Linked DNA regions of Mus musculus: regions 1 and 2 are each linked to region 3. A link is a contact called in public HiChIP or PLAC-seq and promoter capture Hi-C data. All regions are on one chromosome and are shown on one strand. Each heading gives the region's core, a stretch centred on a gene start, on an enhancer-like site or on the middle of the called end of the contact. The rest is flanking DNA. Distances are from core to core; before and after follow the strand shown. Region 1 has its middle 25 kb from the start of Gm33103. Region 2 holds the start of Npy5r (neuropeptide Y receptor Y5). Region 3 holds the start of Psd3 (pleckstrin and Sec7 domain containing 3).

Region 1 (4,274 bases), core at 514-3,013, 1.1 Mb before region 3:
TTCAGGAATCTCTTTGTTTTCTTTTCTTTTTTTTTTTTTTTTTTTTTTTTTTTTTTTTTTTTTTTTTTTTTTGGTTTTTCGAGACAGGGTTTCTCTGTATAGCCCTGGCTGTCCTGGAACTCACTCTGTAGACCAGACTAGCCTCGAACTCAGAAATCCGCCTGCCTCTGCCTCCCGAGTGCTGGGATTAAAGGCGTGCGCCACCACCGCCCGGCCTCTCTGTTTTCTTAAGGGGCTCTCTTTTCTCTCCACCAACTTTCCCTTTCATGAGCTCATCTGCTTTTACTCTGCATGCTCATATCTGTGCCAGCAGAAAAGTTGTCCTAGTTTCTGCATGAGGCTCTCTCCCTCTTCCTTAGGCTCCAAAACCCACAAGTGGTACAAGGACACTTAGAAGGGTGTGGTGGGCAGGGTTAGAGAGCTGAGATCATTGTCTTGTCTCCCGAGCTAAGATTTCCTCACCCACCCAGCTTCCCAGCTTCCCAAGTGTTTTTTGGGAAAATACTCTTTTCTCCTTTGCTTCTCTCCTCTTCAATTTTTTTTTAAATAATTGGAGTGTAACACATCCAACATGTGTAAGTTTTGAGTGAGTACTGATAAATTTGTTTTATATATATATATATATACTTTTCTGATAAAGAAAGCATACACTTGTAAGCCTTCAAAGACAACAGTCTCCTCACACTTCTTCCCGGTGACTCACCCACTCCTACAAACCTCTGCGTTCTGTCCCCATTAATTAATTGTGTTGACTTTCAAAGAAATATTGACTTTCATCCATTTCTCAACTAAGATTCCTTTTCAGTTAGAACTTCATGATATGTGGTACTCTTAAAGGGCCTCTCACTTCATCCTGCTGGATTTGGCATGATGGTACCATTGTGCAGATGAAAAACTGAGTCAGATGTAAAATGATCAGCTTGATTTCAGATAGTCACTTCTCGTACAACAAATAGCAGAGCCTTATTGAACTCAGACCAACTTGGCTCCCAAGTCTGAGCACCTTCTCTTTTAAGCCAGTTATCCTTGTTAATGCTGTCTGCTTTTGAGTAATGTTTGGTAGACATTGGTAGATTGTTTCTGGCACATTCCTTTAGGAGATAACCAAGATATATACAATGGACAGAAGCCTAGAGTCCAGACTTAATCTGGATGGTGTCTGCCATGGAAAAGCCTTTATGTGTCTTAGTAACAAACTTACTCTGGCTGTCCCGTGTTGCTGCAAGGAGCAGAGGAGGGAGTGTATGACTGGGCAAAACCAGAACAAAGGATTAGTCTCCTCTAAAGGATCTGATGGTCAAGTCTTTCATAATTCTCCAGCTGTAGAGAAGAAAGGAGACTCGGATAGGGAGAAGCTTGGAATCCTCGGGAGGGGAGGGTGTTGTCAGCAAGCAGTGGGAGAGGTAGGGAAAGGAATGTGCGAGAGGAACAAAGGTTGGCGGGGTGGGTAGATAAAGGCTCTTGAGCAATCTCCAGGAGTTGTCCTCAGAAGAATAGATGAAAAGGCAAGGGGGTGGGGAGGCTGGAGGTGCAGCTCAGCGCTGGAGTTCATCCATGTGCTAGAGAGGAAAAACTGGAAAAGCTGTCTGGGCAGGAGGTGTGGAGATGGCTAGTCTCTGTCCCCAGTAGTTAATCTTCCCTGGTTATTTGATGGGATGCTTAGGGAGAGGTTTTTAAGACAATTGCACTTCTCCCTTTGGTCAGATAAGTGAGTTCCAGAGTGAGCCTGTTCCTGTGCTCAGGAGAGAAAGCAGACAAGGTCAGAGGAACCTGCATTCTGAGCAACTTCTCAGGCCTGATAGTGGATCAAAGCACCATCCCAGGGTATCTTTGCCTGAGCCTCAACAACATGGAAATTTACAGGTGTGATTATATGTCTTCAGATTCTGGGGTTGGGTTGGGGGCGGGGGAGAGAAGGAGACAGATTGTATCTAAGAAATGGAATCTTTAAGGGAAGGGAACCTGTCCCAGCCAATGTGCGAGTGTGAAGTGTGGCCAGAGAAGGGTCAGAAGGATTCTGAAGGTGGAAGGGGCTGTGAGAACATGGGGGTCTCAGATAGCTGGGAAAAGCGCAGACACAGATTCTTCAGAACTCTGATCCTGCAGAAGAGTGCCTCCTGCCATCTCGTGGATTTTAGCCCAGCGACATTTATTTTGGATTTCTATTCTACAGAACAGTAAGAGTTTTGAAAAAGATGTATTGTTTTAAGCCACTGAGTTTGTAGGATTTGTTCTAGTAGCAATAGAAAAATAAATACAGACATATACACACATGCATGTATGTAAAGAGGATGAAAGCTTAAGAAAAATCAGAGAATTATATACTTTTATTTTTTGTTTTTAATTAATTAATTAATTAATTAATTAATTAATTAATTTTGGCATTTCCTTTTTATTTAAAATAGATTATCTTCTCACATAATGTGTCCTGATAAAAGTTTTCTCTCCTCCTCCTCCTCCTCTTCTTCTTCCTCCTCCTCTCCTCCTCTTCTTCCTCTTCTTCCTCCTCCTCAGCCCTTCCCACTTCCTTTCCCAGCTGGATCTATTCCATTTCTGTTGTTTATTAGAAAACAAAGGGACCTTTAAGGGATAGTAAAAAAATATAATAAGATAAAACCAAAGCTAACATTGGAATAGGACAAAACACAAAACAGAAGAAAAGAGCTCTTCACACACACAAAAAAAATTAAAAGCATAAGAAATAGATCCACTTGTTATTTGCATACTCAGAATCTCATAAAACCAGTAAACTGGCCAGATGTGGTGGCACACACTTTTAATCCCAGCACACAGGAGGCAGAGTAAAGCAGATCTCTGAGTTTGAAGCCAGCTAATCTATATGAGCTGCAGGACAGCCAGGGCTACACAGAAACACTGCCTCAAAAACCAAAAACAATAAGAAAAAAAAAACAAAAACAATAAACTGGAAACCTAGTATATATGCGAAGGACCTGGGTTGGGGAGACAAAATAAAATAAAAATAAAAAACAAGATAAAATTAAAAAAAAAAAAAGAAGAAGAAGAAGAGGAAAAGCCCTAATCAGGACATTACGAGACAAGAAGCCTCCAAAGATGCTTCTGAGTTGTTTTGTGTCGGCCGTCTACTGCTGGCCATGGGGCCTACCCTTAAGAGAGGTTTGTTTCCCCAGTGAGACTCCCTCCGAGGAAACAAATTTTATTTTTATTTGCAAAGTGGTTATCAATTAGAGACAGCTGCTGGGTTCCAGTGGGGCTTGTATCCACTTCTCTTCTCAGCTGGATGAAAGAGCTGGTACACGGTGGCTGTGGCTTTAGTCTCTGTGAGTTCATGTGTGAAGGTCCTGTTGATTTAGAGGGCCTTGTTTTCTTGGTGTCCTCCATCCTTTCTGGCTCTTACACTCTTTCTGCTTCCTACTCTGAGAGTTTACTGAGCCCCAAGGGGAGGATGTGATAGAGACAATCTCTTGGGGCTGAGCATTCCAAGGTTACTCACTCTCATACTGTCTGGCTATGGGTCTTTGTCCTGTCTCGTTCTCTATCTGTTGCAGGAGGAAGCTTCCCTGATGATAACTGAGCAGGGCACAAATCTATCAATATAGCAGAATGTCATTAGGAGTCATTTCATTGCTGCATTTTTCCCCTTAATAATAATATTTGGTTTTACCCTAGGTCTCTAAGCAATCTAGTCTCTGGTTGTTGCATCCAAGCAGTGTTGGGTATAGTTTCCATGTCATGGTGTAGGTCTTAAGTCAAATCTTATATTGGTTGGTTACTCCCATAAGCCTTGTGCCACCATTGCCCTACTTACGTTGCAGGCAAGACACTACTGTAGATCAAAGGTTTGTGGTCGGCATGATGTTCATGTTTCCCTTCTGGTGTTCCAAAGATGCTAGAATGTAGGAGTGAAGGCTCTTTGCAGGCACTGCCTCTACTTCTCCATAGTCAATGGGTTGTGTAGGTATTGTCTTCAGCAATAGGGCCTTCCCTTCAGTTTTGTGGAGAGCAACCTATAGTTTCAGCAACGACTTGGGTTGTTTGAGGGGTTCCCATGAAACTCCTTGGCCTACAACTCAATAAGATGTAACCCAATCCTAATATTGGAAGATTCATGTGGTGATAAGAGATAACCAGTTCAGACTCTGTCTCCCCATAACTTGGTGATCTTATCTATCCCTTCATATATGCATATATTTTAGGTAGTTTCTATTGTGTTAGTTTTCCATATTACCACTCAAATGCCCCTTTATTTAGCTGCCTCTCATTCTGTTCCCTCCCTCATCTTCCTCTTCTCACTT
Region 2 (3,975 bases), core at 604-3,103, 1.3 Mb after region 3:
GACCAGCAAATCACCAGGGTCTTGTGTTCTTGTGGGTGAAGTGCCACACACAGCTTTAACATGGCTGCTGAAGTTGCAACCTCGGTTGTCACACTTGTGAGGCAAGCACTTTACCGCTGACCTTTCCTTTTGGGGCTTGTGTGTTTAGGGAGGAAATGAAAACAGGCAAGTTCAGAATCATCTCAGTGCCATATGAGCCATTCTTTTCAACATAGCGCTAAGAGCAAATGTGTGGAAAAGGAAAAAACTTGTATTTTTGACATGGGATAGACAAGAGTATGTAGCACAGCTATATTTTTGGGAAGACATCCACCACGGGTGTCTCTAAGAAGCTGTTTGAAAACTCACTGTGCATTTGGAAGGGTGTGTGTCAGACTGCAAGGGACAGGAGAATAAATACCCACCTGGCAACATATAGTGTGTGAACTGCACAATAGCTGACATTAAGAAAGCCTAAGATGGGCCAGGTGTGGTGGTGCACACCTTTAATCCCAGCACTTGGGAGGCAGAGGCAAGAGGATTTCTGAGTTTGAGGCCAGCCTGGTCTACAAAGTGAGTTCCAGGACAGCTAGGGCTATGCAGAGAAACCCTGTCTTGAAAAACCCAAACCAAACCAAACCAAAAAAAGAAAGCCTAGGACCAATCCCTTGTTTGCTAAGCTTTTGTTTATTAAAAGCCAGTCTCCTCTCTTCCCTCACTGCAGGATCCCAGGACCCTGCACAGGTACCTTCTGTGTTCAAATATTGGGACAAATATAGTGATTCTGAAATGAAGCCCAGTAGAATCAGATGATATTTTCTTGAAGCCCTTTTGAAGTTCTTGGATTCCTTGGGCTGAGGGAACGGCATACACTACAGTTTCCTTGAGTACTGACTGCTAAATTAGCAGAAACAGGCAAATATCTTCTGACCTTTGAGACACAGCAAGTGCTGCCCCAGGGGCATGGGATAAAAGTCAAGGGACCAAAGTCCTCTTCAGTCGACACAGTGCCTTGGGGTTACAGTTCAGGCAATGCTAAGCACTGTAATCGTGATGGTGTAGGAAATACACTGTTGTTATGGCAGGCCAACCGAGGATTGGCCAAATACTGTGACAATCTTGCACAAAAGGATACAGATCTGTCAATCTTAAAAATGAAAATCAAGCTTTGGTGCAACAGGACAGGGTTTTATTTGTTTCTATTTGTTCATTTCCTTAGGTTGTCTTTATGTTTTTGAAAGATGACAAAACACCGCTGCCCCCTGCCCCCTCCCATACACACTCACGCGTTTTGATACGGAAAGCTTCCAAGAAGGGCTGACTCCATTTCACCCCCACTTCCCAGCTCCCTCTGCTCCATGTCCCTCGCTCACACCCACACACTACTACCCCTTAGAGTAGGAGTTGATCCTATTGTCTATTTTGCACGCTTCATCACAGCCTGTTCCCTGCAGGTTTAGGTCAATTTCTCACCCAGACTTCTTTATGTTAGAAAGGCAAGAAGATGTTCTGTTTGGGATTTTGTGATATTTTCCCCCCTCTCATAAAGAAAACATGGACCTTGAAGGTTTTTCTCACAAAAGCTATCGGAAAAAAACGCCTACTCTCATAGAAGCCACTATGGGGTTGAGGATAGGAAAGACAACCATCCGTGGGACCCCTAAGTTAACTCCTGCAACTAGAGAACAGGGTAGTGGGGATGCATCCTGTAGCCCTAGAGCGGCTGCCCGGGGCCTCCAAACAGACACACGGGCACCGGGATGTACCTAAATTGGACTATGGAGGCCAGGAACAGGCGATCTTGAGCCGGGTGTCCGGGGTCTCAGGGACTGTCACGTGTTCCCGAGGCTCTTCTAAAACCCTGGCGGCTCCGGGGCCCCTCCTTCCCACCGCCGCCTCCAGGTCCTGCTCCTGCTGCCACCGCTTCCATCTCAAGCAGAAGCGACCGCACTCAGCCGCGTACCCCGGAGTCCAGGCACCCGCAGCGGCCAGGGCATCCCGAGGTACCCACTCCAGGCCTCGCCTGCCCCTACGAGAAGCCCACGTCCCTATCCTGGGTTCTGGAGCATCTTGTGGTTTCCAAGAGGGTGGGTTGCGGACCGGGAGGCAGCCTGATTGAGAAAGGGGATGGAGGTGGAGAAACCGCAGTTGTCAGGCGGCGGGAAGGGAGAGCGGGGGAAACGGTTGCAGTTGAATCCTTCCTAGTCTGGCAGGTCCCTCTGGTGCCAAACTCACAGAGGAGCAGGTTCTTGCCAGACCCTATCAGATTGTCCCGGGAGGGTCCCTAGTATGGGAAGGAGGGATGGACGAAGCTCAGTCCCCGCTTTGGCTTAGGGGAACGCGGGGTACAGCTCGGTGGGCGTCTGAGGTAAGGGAACCACAACCCACGGGGTGCCCACTCAGGTTGTCAGCCCTAGCTGAGCTCTGGCTATGTCCAGGATGCGGCGATTCAGCTGCCTTCATGTCCCACAGCTGGCCACACACAGGGAGACAGCTGTGCACTTGGGTTTGCAAGGTGGCTTGTAAGTCAACTGCTAGCAGGAAATAGCCATCCACACACCTGAGTTCCAAGGGGGTAAAAAGGAATTCTTATCTGTAAGTTTACAGACCTATAGTACAGCTATTCAAAGAACATACTGTTAGATGGAAGCCAAAAGAAGAAAAAGAAAAAGAAAATGAAGGTTTGATGTAAGCTTGTGCCCAAGACTGGGTGCATTTCAAATTCCAGATGTCTCAAGAAGAGGGAGGGAGAGAGAGAGAGAGAGAGAGAGAGAGAGAGAGAGAGAGAGAGAGAGAGAGAGAGAGAGAGAGAGAGAGAGGAGAGAGAGAGACCTGCTGTTAAGAATCTAGAATAAGGAGAAGGGTGGTGGGTACTGCATGCTCGGTAGCTGAAGAGTACTGTGCTTATTTGTCCAGGGCCATCTTTTGCAGAATTTTGCCTTGCAGAACAACACACACTACGTGGAGTCATGGAATTGTGCCATCGCTGCAAAGCCACAGCAAACAGGCAGAACTACATGTATCCGATTCTTCTGCATGGTTGGCATCTTTTGCGAGAATGATACATATTTTTATTAAGCAGGGAATTAACCTAAGAGTGAAACCTTATTTAAGTGCAAAGACCCGTCTCTCTCTAAGCTTGGCTCACTGTCCTTTCTCCCCTTAGTCAAAGAAAGAACTTAACTCAGCTCCGCTCTCAAAAGCTTTAAAGTTTATTCAGACTTCACTTGTCTTGGCGTTCCATACAGACCAATTTATAAGAAAATTACAGGAAATCCTCACAATGAACGCGCGCGCATGCGCACGAGCACACACACACACAGTACACACACACACACACAGTACACACACACACAGTACACACACACACACAGTACACACACACACACACACACAGTACACACACACACACACAGTACACACACACACACACACACACACACACACACACACACACACACACACACACACAGTGTTCCTTGGGAACATTCCAGCATGCCAGGTGGAACTTGTGACCGTGAGAAAGGTTGCCATGTAAGAAAGAGAAGAGGGTAGAAATGAAGAACTCATGTGGCTTGCAACATTCTGCAATAATCAATATTCCTTTATGTAATTGTCAAAGCACCCCCTCCTTCACACCTTCGAAAGTTATCTAGGGTGAATTAACAGTCTCTTATGGCATTGTTTTCATCGTCTATGAAGTATTTGTGCTGTATCAAACTCGTGGGAGTTGGTTATTGCAGTGATGGGAAGCAGATCACTGCGTAGACTGAGGGTTCTGTGACTCATTTGCTTGTTTCAAAAAGAGGAAAAAGTGAAGGGGCAAATGTAAGCAGGGCAATCTTTTGCTTTGTTGTTTATCTCCTTATTTTGATTTCCAGTGGCTCCTCTACTTCACATTTTCAACTGGAAACCAGATGATTTATATCTATCTTGTTGGGCAAAACTGCTTCCTAGTGGTTAAACCGTCCTGTAACTGTAAGGAGGCCGTTTTAA
Region 3 (3,995 bases), core at 1,391-3,890:
AACTGGGGAAAAGTGATGCACTTTTCTCATAAAGTTGGTTTAAGATGAAAACTGACAGATATTCTGTGAAACTGTCTTTATAATCATGAAATGGCATTACAGTAAGTCTCAACATTGATACCACTAGCCATAATTATGGTTCCACATTGATGGCCTTAGGTGTCCGCACCAGACCTCTTTCCTTAGCTTCAGTCTACCTCACTCTTCTATTGAGTGGGAAGACTGGATCTAAAGAGATTATGTTGTAGGATAAAGGAAGTCTGCCAATCATTAGTAAATTCAAAAGTACCTGTAAACCTGCTAGAGCAGACATCTGAGGTGTAGAACAAGGTTAGACTCTGATAGTAGAACCAGGAGAGGAAACGAGGCAAGTGCAGACGAGCTGTGCTCTGTTGACTTTATAAAGTCAAATGCAGTAGCAGTCGTACAAGAAGGACCTAAAGTTCTCAGAGCTACATTTTCATCTGTTCTGTAGTTGCTTCAGAAAAGATGGATCCTGGGAGATTTCTAACAGAAGGAAGGTACTGGGACGTAACCAGTGACTGAAACTGAGGCGAAAGAACTCAAGAGGTTTTTCTCTTTATTACAGAAGTTACTAGGGTTGTGAGAGTCTTCGTGGGGTATAGGGTTCTTATTTTGTCTCCCCAGCTGTTTGGAATGCTTACCATTCAGGCTGTTTCATTCCTGACTCCTCTTCTGCAGCCCATGCTTAAGAAAGCAGAGAGCCAAGGGTGTCTGTCCTATGCTTTCCATCGTAAGGACTCTCGGAAGGCTGCCATCAATATTAGATTGCATCTTTTGGAAACCCGTGATTTGTGGATTGGTTAACATGTGGATGAAGCCAACAGAAATTGTCCTCTCTTCCTTTCTACTCATCCCTCTGCCCAATCCTAGCAGCTTTGCTTAGAGTTTTGGAAAAAGAAGAACCGGGCAGCTTAGTTTAAAATAAGCTGGTGGCATATGCCTATAAACTCAGCATTCAGAAGACTGAGGCAGGAAGATCAGCAGTTATGGCCATCCTGGGGTATTTGAGACCCTGTCTCTACACCAAGCAATGGTAGTTGTTGATAATAAGAGTTACAATAATTACTTTTGAGCTTTTATCATTATTTACTATCTGAGTGGTTTATTTGTATTTGTAGTTTATTTAATCCTTAGTGTAACCCTATTATTATTTGTGTGGTTTTGAATGAAGAAGCTGACTAGAAACGTTAAATAACCTTAAAGTGACACAATTGGAAGGTAACGGAGTCTAGATTACAAGTCCGGATCCTGTGCCTTCACCACAGCGTTTACTAATCAAGAAGCTAAACATCCACAGCTTGGAGGTTAATAAACTAAAGCTGGGAGATTTTAAGCCTTTCCCCAAGTAAGACAAGCTGCCAGCTGTCAAGCTGGACTTCTCAGCTTCATTTCTGTCACCAAGTCTGCTGTCCCTAGATACACCATCTGATCTTTGTCCCCTGCGTATGAATTGGTCTTCTTGAGAGATGGGCCTACTTGGTTTGTTGTAGTTTCAAACCCTGAACATTTCTTTCAGAATTCTTTCTTGGCATGCAGACTTGTGGGAAGTGTAGCTTGGTGGTACAGAGGCTGAGCTTTCGAGCCGTAGTGTCTGAGTTTGAGTCCCTTCCAGTGGTGCCTCTTTTACTCATCTGATCTGACAAGACTCACACCTCTTTTGTATTTTAGTAGTCTCATCAATAAAATGGGTTCATAATAGTAGCTATTGTAGAGACTTCTGGGGGATAGAAGGATTCACAAAATGAAACTTCTTAGTGCAGTGTCTAGCATATTACTACACATTTTCTAACCTAATTATATTATTTATAAAAGTGGCCATTCATTTTTTATAAATTAAAATAAAATTTATAAATTAATATTTTTTATAAATTAAAGTGAGCACATTTTCTGGCTCTTGGTTGCTGGTTACTGAGTGTATGAAATAGGAAAGTTTTTTGAAGTGTCTGTGTTTCTCATGCTGATTGCAATATTAATGATACTGAAGATGAGTTACTTACTTTTTATTTTTTCCAGTGTTGGGGAATCAAACTCAGGGTTAGGTAGGCGCTGTAGCACAAATGGACACTCTCCACCCAAGATTTATTTTTAATATTTATATCAAGTCCAAGAGTCAGTGTTATGTTACTAACTATGTATTAATTTTATATTATTATTTACAAAAGGAGTGCTTTTACTGAGATTGCTTGAAAAGTATTGCATGCATCCAAAGTACTGTAGGTGATGTGAAAGTTTATCCCATTGCTTTTAAAACTGGATCACAACATCTTTGAATCTTTTCATGGGACGTTTCCAATTACTATCAATTACTGTGAAATATTAATTTGTCACAGGAACAGTAATGTAATCATTAGTAAAATGACTGTGTGGCAGCAGCACTTACAAGTGAGATAAAGACTGTCAGCTCTGGATTGACATGGAAGCAGCTTTTGGGCAGTGTTTTTGCATTTGCCTCTTCCGTCGGAACAGCGTGAGAATTAAATGCTTTTAAAGGGAACCGGCCCATCTCGGTTCATGTGTGTCATTCCAGCATCAGAGAAAATGCTGCATAATACTAGGATGACAGCCCCACCTCTGATGTCACCCAGGATGGTACGATCCTCTCAGAGCCTCTGCCGGCTTCCTGCTGCTGCACTGGGGGAATGGTTACATTAAAGCTAACTCCCGACATCTCAGTTATCTCCTTGGAAGTAGTTTTGACAATTATAGAAAAGCCCCACAGTGGCTGTCTTCGGTAAGCTACCAAGGTAGAGAGCGACCGAGGCTGAGCACAGCAGGAGAGCGGGCTGCTCTGCCTTTGTGAGGGGCTGAGGCGGCAGTTCCTGGGCTCGGCTCAGCTCTGGTTCCAAGTGCTCAAAGTGCTTCCATTTACATCACCGTGTGCAGTGCAGGGCAAGAGGGGCCTCCAGGAAATTTGAAACTAATTTGCTTCCAGTTGACTAGAACAGCACATTTTGCATTAGCTTGCTTCTTTTCTCGTTAACTTTTCTCAAGCGTTAAACTGATGAACTGGGCATTTTCTATGATCAATGGGTAACTGCTGGAGCTACAGTAATCTCTGTGAGTAACCTCTATTTGTAGGTCTATGCAGGCAAATATATATTATCTATCTCTTGTGCAATGCTGCTGTGACATTTTCCGTCTGTATTATTGACTGCTTGTGTTGTCTTTCGGCCATCCCAGTAGGAGACTTCTGGGGGCTAGCCCAAGTTCTGCTGAATCCTGCCATAGAAAAGAGCAGACTGCATTCATTCTGGGGCATCCCTGCCAAGCACTCTTTAATTGCCCAGAAAACGGAAAGATGCAACGGGGGCCTCTGAACGCCTTTGCCCAGTACCTCACTTGGCTTTAGCTTTTAATATTTGTTTTAGTGTCTGATGCTGAATGTTCTAATTTTTAAAAAAAAATGTAAGTGGAGAGTAGAGTATCATGCTTACCTATAATTTTACTTCCTTTCATTCCCCGTCCCCAAGCAGGTTTCCCAGGAACAGGGCATTCTATCATCCTATAGAAACAAGCACCCTTTCTGTGCTGCATGATTTAGGCAGAAAGAAGGAAACAGGCTATTCCTTAGTTTAGTGTTGGATGGGATGGGGAGGAGTTTCTCTTAAAGAACCCAAGCTGCTTTTGTCCGAAGCACAGCCAGGAACTGAAGTAGCCTGGAGGGGGTGGGGGTGACTTCAGGATATTCTCATTGGAGTTGACGCTGAAGTCATCACAGCCTTTCCAGGAAGTTTATAGCAACTGTCTTCTTATTTCTCAGTGTGTCTTTCCTATCTGTCAAAAACATTTTATAGTATTTTAAGATTTATTTCTCTCTCTAGAGAAACCAAGTTTCAACGTTCTGTTGACCGGTCAATGTTGATGTGCTTGGAATTGTTCGTGTCAGTCTGCAGGACGAAACCTGACTTTAGACTCTGATGGGAGTGCCAGTGTGGATCAGCTGAGGCTTAGCCCCAGCTCAGTGAGGCTGC

The links. Promoter capture Hi-C pulls out the DNA fragments that hold promoters and counts their contacts. HiChIP or PLAC-seq counts read pairs in DNA pulled down with a chosen protein or histone mark.
Region 1: a contact with region 3 is called in an H3K27ac HiChIP or PLAC-seq map of embryonic stem cells, with 6 times the contacts expected there. The contact joins the enhancer-like site here to the promoter of Psd3 in region 3. A contact is called at or near these places in 1 of 39 promoter capture datasets (embryonic stem cells), 5 of 15 datasets of contacts at CTCF or cohesin (the NIH/3T3 cell line, embryonic stem cells, large pre-B cells and 1 more), 95 of 484 Hi-C or Micro-C datasets (3T3-L1-derived adipocytes, the AtT-20 cell line, B cells and 56 more), 13 of 115 datasets of contacts at active chromatin or transcription factors (astrocytes, bone marrow-derived dendritic cells, differentiating embryonic stem cells and 6 more) and 1 of 9 other capture datasets (embryonic stem cells).
Region 2: a promoter capture Hi-C map of hippocampal neurons shows a contact between it and region 3, with 2.3 times the contacts expected there. The contact joins the promoter of Npy5r here to the promoter of Psd3 in region 3.

What each region holds. Positions count from the first base shown.
Region 1 is chr8:69,025,095-69,029,368 of GRCm38.p6, reverse strand. No RefSeq gene overlaps it. Among named protein-coding and RNA genes, the nearest start is that of Gm33103, 25 kb to the right of the region's middle. Within about 2 kb of position 1,763, at least 43 of the 459 cell types and tissues checked have an H3K27ac peak or open chromatin away from gene starts, as enhancers often do. A contact at or near this core is called in Sertoli cells, differentiating embryonic stem cells, embryonic stem cells and 3 more, where this site is marked.
Region 2 is chr8:66,685,972-66,689,946 of GRCm38.p6, reverse strand. Npy5r (neuropeptide Y receptor Y5) reads left to right here and starts at 1,853. Exons shown (of 2, transcript NM_001358958.1): 1 at 1,853-2,066.
Region 3 is chr8:67,973,219-67,977,213 of GRCm38.p6, reverse strand. Psd3 (pleckstrin and Sec7 domain containing 3) reads left to right here and starts at 2,640. Exons shown (of 16, transcript NM_177698.4): 1 at 2,640-3,081. The coding sequence starts at 3,051. All of the region lies in intron 3 of Gm15991 (a long non-coding RNA gene), which reads right to left.